2 separate regions of the Bombyx mori genome follow, and region 2 is linked to region 1. A link is a contact called in public Hi-C data. All regions are on one chromosome and are shown on one strand. The core of a region is the stretch at or near the end of the contact, and the rest is flanking DNA. Distances in the headings are between cores, read along the strand shown.

Region 1 (3,408 bases), core at 265-2,764:
TTATATCAACTATTTTGTTCATATTACTTACCCGTCACGTTTCATTTTTCTAGTTATATCATCAACGCGCCTTTTGGTTTCAATAAATATAATAGTTTTATTTTCTTTTTCAGCCATGATTTCTTTTAATAGAGTACTCAGTTTGGTTTCTTTTTCATACTCCATGCATACATCAATTATTTGTAATATATTATGGTTGGCAGCAAGTTGCAAAGAACCAACATTAATTTGAAGATAGTCTTTAAGAAACTCTGAAGCCAAGCTTTGTACTTCTCTAGGCCAAGTTGCTGACCACATGAGAGTTTGACGATCAGGCCTTATTTGCTCAATAATTTTCCTTATTTGAGGTTCAAAACCCATGTCCAACATTCTATCAGCTTCATCAAGAACTAAGTATGTACAACGTTTCAGATTTGTACGTCCACTTTCTAAGAAATCAAGCAATCTACCAGGTGTTGCAATCACTATTTCTACACCTGCATCTAAATCTCTTGCTTGTGGTCCTTTAGGTGCACCTCCAAACAAACAAGTGTTGTGAATTTTTGATGTATTTGCAAATTTATCACAAACTTCTTGTATTTGTTGGGCTAATTCTCTAGTGGGTGCCAGTACCAGTGCTATTGGTCCATCCCCTCTACTGGACTTAGGTTGATTGTTAATATGTACAATTGCAGGCAATATATAGGAAAGAGTTTTTCCAGAACCTGTTGATGCTATTCCTACCATGTCATGGCCACTAAGAGCAATAGGCCAACCTTGGGCTTGAATGGGTGTAGGCTTAGCAAACCCCATTTTATCTATTTCATCCATAACATAATCTGGAAAACCAGCCTCATCAAAAGTAAGTGTTGGTTTTGGTATATTTCGACCTTTCAAAGTAATTTCATTTTCACTTCTCCAGGCTTCAACATCCGATTCAGGTCTCTTTTCAACGTCTAAATGTGGGACATAAAAATCTTTCTTAAATGGTTTTAAACGACTCAAGTCCCACTTAGGTTTCCGAAGGCTGGCTCCCGGGTTACTTCTGCGTCCACCACCGCCATAACCACCACCACCACCACCTGAGCCCAGTCCATAACGAGGGCTTCTGCTACGGCTGCGACTCCTACTTCGGCTTCGAGATCGACTGCGACGCCTATCACGACTACGGTCCCTATAAAGAAATTTAATACAACTAAATACAACACATTATTAAATACCTTCTGTAAAAATTATACAAAAAGATTCTTCAAAAACAACCATGCGTATGAATCAAGTTATAATTTATAAGCGTTACCTTCCGCGGCCCATTGTGTTTTTAGCTATACAAACGATGATGCAAAACACCTAATTCTAATTATAATCTGATTTATTAAATGTAGGCACTTTTTTCTCGTAAATGTTGAACTTAGTGTTCAAACTTATTAGCGCACCGCTAGACGAAACGATCTAAATGATCTCAACGAACTACAAAACAAGATGGCGAATGGCGCTGGATGGAAAATATCGGACATTTTTTAAGAGATTTTATGACCTGGTAACTAAGACCTTTAGGTCAAGTTTTATTTTAATTTATATTCTTATTTCTATGAAAAATTTTAATATAAAGTGAAATGAATTGAAGTTGATTAATACGAACTATGGCATGAAATGAAGTGAAATGAAATGAGATGAGATGATATGGATGAAATATAATCTCAGTAAAATGCAAGGGCGGATCCAGCTTTGGCGCCAGGAGGGGGTCACATAGTCAAATTTAGATGCGTTCGTTCCCAAGCGTTTGCCATTATACAAAGTTATTAAATTAATTAAATATTGAAGGTATGTAGTTACATAAAATCTGTATGGTGACAAAATATATAAATAAAATCATAAAAAAAAAAAAAAAAAATCATTATATTCAATTAGTGGTCCACCTAAGTCCTGGAACCAGCTCAGGGGGTGGTCATGACCCCCATGACCCCCCCCCTGGATCCGCCATTGGTAAAATGGTGGTCATTTACTGAGACTTTTTCAGTGGACTTTTTGCAGTATCCCGAGAAGTTACGTTTAGCGGCTTTGTTTCATTTTCCCACATTTGTGCACTTTTAGTCATGTCTTAGTTTAATTTATATTCTTATTTTTATGAAAAACCAGCTGACCCGGCAGACTTCGTAGTGCCTCAATCAATAAATAAAAGACCTAAGTTTTTTGTATAAAATAAACATAGAACAAACAAAAGGAATCCATCCGACGGGGGACACATCAAAGGAAAAACGAAATTGTTATTTTTATTTAATTCCGAGCATTTTCATATTCATCTACCTTTTAAACCTTCTCTGGACTTCCACAAATAATTCAAGACCGAAATCAGCCACATCGGTTCAGCCGTTACCGAGTTTTAACGAGACTAACGAACAGCAATTCATTTTTATTTATAGAAGATAGATAGCAATGCTAGGAGCAGAGCGGAGCCGCTAAGAAGATATGGAATGAAATATAATCTCAGTAAAATGGTGGTCGTTTACTGTGATTTTTTCAGTGAACTTTTTGGAGGATCCCGAGAAGTTTCATTTTCCCACATTTTTGCACTTTAACAGCTAAGAAACCACCGTTATTACCCATTTAAACCTGAAGAAAAACTAAATAGACAAAATAAAACAAATCACACAACTGTACTCTTCGCGTTCCCGCCAAAAAGTTCAAATATCGGACAGTATCGGTAAAACCTAATAGTGAAGATCGGCTCATCGAGACGAACGAGTCAATTCTCGAGTATTCGAATCTAAAGGTGCTCGAACACTGACTCAAGTAAAATTGAGCACTAAATGTATTAGTGTCAAAGCGTGACGTGACGTGAGTGTTGAGATATTGTCATGCCATTAAATTAAACGTTAGATAACTGGTTGTAAAATTCCAACTTGTCTTCTACTTTACGATTTTCTTTATATGTTTACATTAGGCCTCTTTTAGTATGTAAGCAGAAAGTTTTTTTTTTTGTAAATATGAGTCGTCTATTATCAAAGGTGGCAATCTGTGTATTTGGACAAAAAAATGTTATTGATATGTCAATACAGATTGATTTGAATATAATCGTCTCCTTCAAAGAATACGGTTCAAAACCTGCATTAAATAAAGATTAATACTTAACCTGTTTATATCTAAGATGTCGTTCAGAAGAGTTTTGTGACTGCCAATGGAATACAAAGTCAATAATTCGTTTTTCTAATTTACCAATAATTGTCCAAAAGTCACATTGCCGGCTTTGTTAATAGTCGACTCATATGTCCTTTTTTTCTTTAACCTTAACTAGCAGGTGAGCTCACGGGGCTCACACCTGACGATGTTGCTAATACGAACCCTAGCAAGAGCCGGGCTCTACCACCGGATCGGAAACGTGACCCACTGAGAAGATCCGGTGAGAAACTCAGTGGGCCTCGAGTATCTTTT
Region 2 (3,307 bases), core at 389-2,888, 120 kb after region 1:
ATTAAGTCCAAATCCAAAATCGTAAGTGCAATCCCAAAAATAATGATTAAAATAAATAAAAATCGTGTCATCAAAAGTAATTTTAAAATTGAAGTTGCAACGAATTCGACTTGTTTAGAACCCTTTTACTCGGCGTTGAAACAAAGAACTTCAAGGCTCTCGTGGGATTCCTTGCACGACATTGCTCAAGAGACTGCGGTTGCATGGCCCTCCGTTCGAACTATGCAGCACGTTTCCGCTGAGAGCGGATTGTTTGTGTATTACGTAAAGCCGAATGAATGTTGATCCCACAGAGTATGTTTATAGGAATACCTAAAACCAGTTCGAAACCGCAAAGTTATGGGGCAGAACGAACAGCATCCGCGACCAAAGAAAAAAAACAAAAAAAAAACTAGTAGGCGATGAGTTTGGAGATTTGTTTTGATCGCGCACGCGATCAATGCGCTCTCATTGTCTCAACGCTTAAAGAAGAATTAAAACGAAAAATTAAATATAAATCACAAAAATTTACGAAGAAAAATAATATTTTTTAATAAAGTACGTATAAAATAATTCCAAAGTTTAATGACATCCATCAGAACATCGTCATGTAAGATAACGTGATTTATGATGCTTTCGTAATTTAGAGTTCCAGAGGGCCTTTTTTTAATTCTGATAGTCATTAGTTATTTAAGTAATATCATTATTTGATTTACTCAGTTATTAACAAATAAATGTGGTATTTTATAAGCAATGTTTGAGGGTTACTGGAGTCGATAGATACCACAACGCACCTTCCAGTGCTCACCGTTGCATTGGAATAACAGGTATTCCGCTAGTTAAGCTCTTCTTCATGGCATAAATCGATAGAAATTTTAGAGGGGAGTCGAGGGAATTAGACAGAAAAAATATGCAGTAGCATACTTGGTAGAATTGAAACCTCTCGTCTTAGCAGATTAAATCCTGTAAGTGTTTAATATGTTTGTCTCTTTTTCGTTATTAATTTAATTTCAAATTATAACAGTGATAAATAACTTATGGCTTTTTTAATAATTGCTACGATGGATGGACACGTTCACGGCCCACCTGGTGTTAAGTGGTCACCGGAGCCCATAGGCATAAAGTACGTAAACGCCCCTAACTGCTTGAGACATGAGTTCCAAGTCTCAGTTTTTACAGTACAACGGCTGCCCCACCTTTCAAACTGAAACGCATTAATTACTGCTTCACGACAGAAATAGGCAGGTTGGTTGTACCTAACCGTGTCGGCTCCCAAGACGCTCTACCAGTAACAGACTTCAATGACGACTATTACAAAACATAGGGACATATAGATGTCCTCTCTTCAGGTGTCCTTGAGAATAGGATATTCATATCTTGAGACGATAATGAAACAGATCCGGCTCTTGTATATAGATATATTATTTAATTATTGTGGTCACTATTTGTTCTCAGAAAATACTTACCTTTGTATTAAAGAGTATGGAAATTAAATAAAAGTTTTATTCTATAGATGGGGAACCATTCGAATTACTTAAATTGTTGTCTAGAATTCACGTAAAAAGCCTGTGATTTTCTTTACTGTTAACATAACCACGTTATCTTTGCGCGCGCCGACTTGATGTAACTATAAAGGAGTTGTTATCGTCACTATTGATAACAATTAAAAACATGTCACTTTCTGAACATTCTTTGGCGGCAAATGACCTAAAAATGTTGACAACCTTTTACTATGTTTTAAACTATATCATAATGCTCAGAGATAACGCGCTACTTAAAATAACCAATCATATTTACTTTTAATGCAATATTATAAGCGACTGTTTCGAAATTAAAAACTCAATTCAATTAAGTCTAAGTGTTTCTAAATCTAAATTAATCTAATTTAAGATGTCACAAAGATAGTCAGTCACTTGAGTTTAAAAAAACAAAAGAACTGTCTCGATTTGCACACATAATTAAAACACTTTTATTAATAAGGACTTAATTAATACTCAGTTTTCTATAATCACAGATTTCGTCAAGACTACGCTTTAGACAAAAATTAATAAAGACAGATAATATTTAATCTATTCTCAATTTATTGACCACAGTAATAAGAAAAGTTGCCAATAAACAAATAGTTATTGATTCGTGTGCGTAGTATGTGAATTTTTTTTTAATTGATTTAAATTTTATTTATTTTTATTGCTTACATGTGTGGACGAGCTTACAGTCCACCCTGTGTTAAGTGGTTACTGGAGCCCTTAGACATCTACAACGTTAATCCCGCCACTCACCTTGAGATATAATATTAAGTTCTAAAAGTCTCAATATAGTTACAACGGCTGCCCCAACCTTCAAACAGAATCGCATTACTGCTTTACGGCAGAAATAGACAGGGTAAATAGGTGGTACCTACCCACGGGGACTCACAAGAGGTCCTGCCACCAGTAATTACGCAAACTAAAATTTTGCGGATTTGATTTTTATTATACGATGTTATTCCTTCACTGTGGAAGTCAGTCGTGAACAATTGTTAAGTACGTATTTCATTAGAAAAATATGTACTCGCCTGCGGGATTTGAACATCGGTGCATCTCTATATACGAATGCACCGGACATCTTATCTTTTAGGCCACGACGACTAATGAATGTATTTAAAAAATTTTTAGCACTCTACCCTATCACTACTTTCTTAAGGGTTTTGTTTGAAAAATCCATAATGAAACCTATTATTAACTTAAATTAAACAAAATATAAAAGTACATGTGAACATTGCAGGCGGCCTACCAGTGGTTACGTCGGGCACCATGATGCCGCCTTTGATGCCACCAGTGCTCGACGAGAACATGCGCCAATATTTGATGCACCAGCACGCTCAACACCCGCATCACGCGCCGCATCATCAACCGCCGCACCACCAGCCCCCGCATCATCAGCCGCCTCCGCATCACCAACCTCCTCATCATTATGTAAGCTTATTTTAAATTCGTACATGGTTTCAAGGCCCGCTTATGTTAATCGGTTACGGGAAACGGTGCTTTCAATTTGATGTTAGACACTATGCGGAAGTCGTCTTTCGTTTTTCCTCAATATATTCGCTACAATCGCGGAAGAAAAAATTATATTTTGTTTACCATCTTCAGACGTGGAATCCGAACTCTGCCTGAGATATGGGAAAAAGCAGTTGCTAGTGATGGACAATACTTCGATTAAATTTAAATTACCGTTCTTTAATAATAAATATTATTTTTTCGACAAAAAACGGTGGAAACTTATTTGTATAATATAGTTTCTCACATGACTTAATATATTTACGATCAATACTGATGTCTACCTGATAAGG

What was found. A called contact is a pair of places that touch in the nucleus more often than the background predicts.
Region 2: a contact with region 1 is called in a Hi-C map of whole pupa, with 4 times the contacts expected there. The contact joins the enhancer-like site here to the promoter of LOC101743381 in region 1. A contact is called at or near these places in 2 of 7 Hi-C or Micro-C datasets (posterior silk gland and whole pupa).

What each region holds. Positions count from the first base shown.
Region 1 is chr4:5,759,567-5,762,974 of ASM3026992v2, forward strand. It overlaps LOC101743381, which reads right to left and starts at 1,515. Exons shown (of 6, transcript XM_062668100.1): 1 at 1,277-1,515; 2 at 32-1,153. The coding sequence starts at 1,290.
Region 2 is chr4:5,883,018-5,886,324 of ASM3026992v2, forward strand. LOC101744329 (fibronectin type-III domain-containing protein 3a) reads left to right here. Exons shown (of 8, transcript XM_004929166.5): 3 at 2,743-2,933. Among protein-coding and RNA genes, the nearest start is that of LOC134198748, 15 kb to the left of the region's middle. Within about 2 kb of position 1,639, at least 2 of the 8 cell types and tissues checked have open chromatin away from gene starts, as enhancers often do.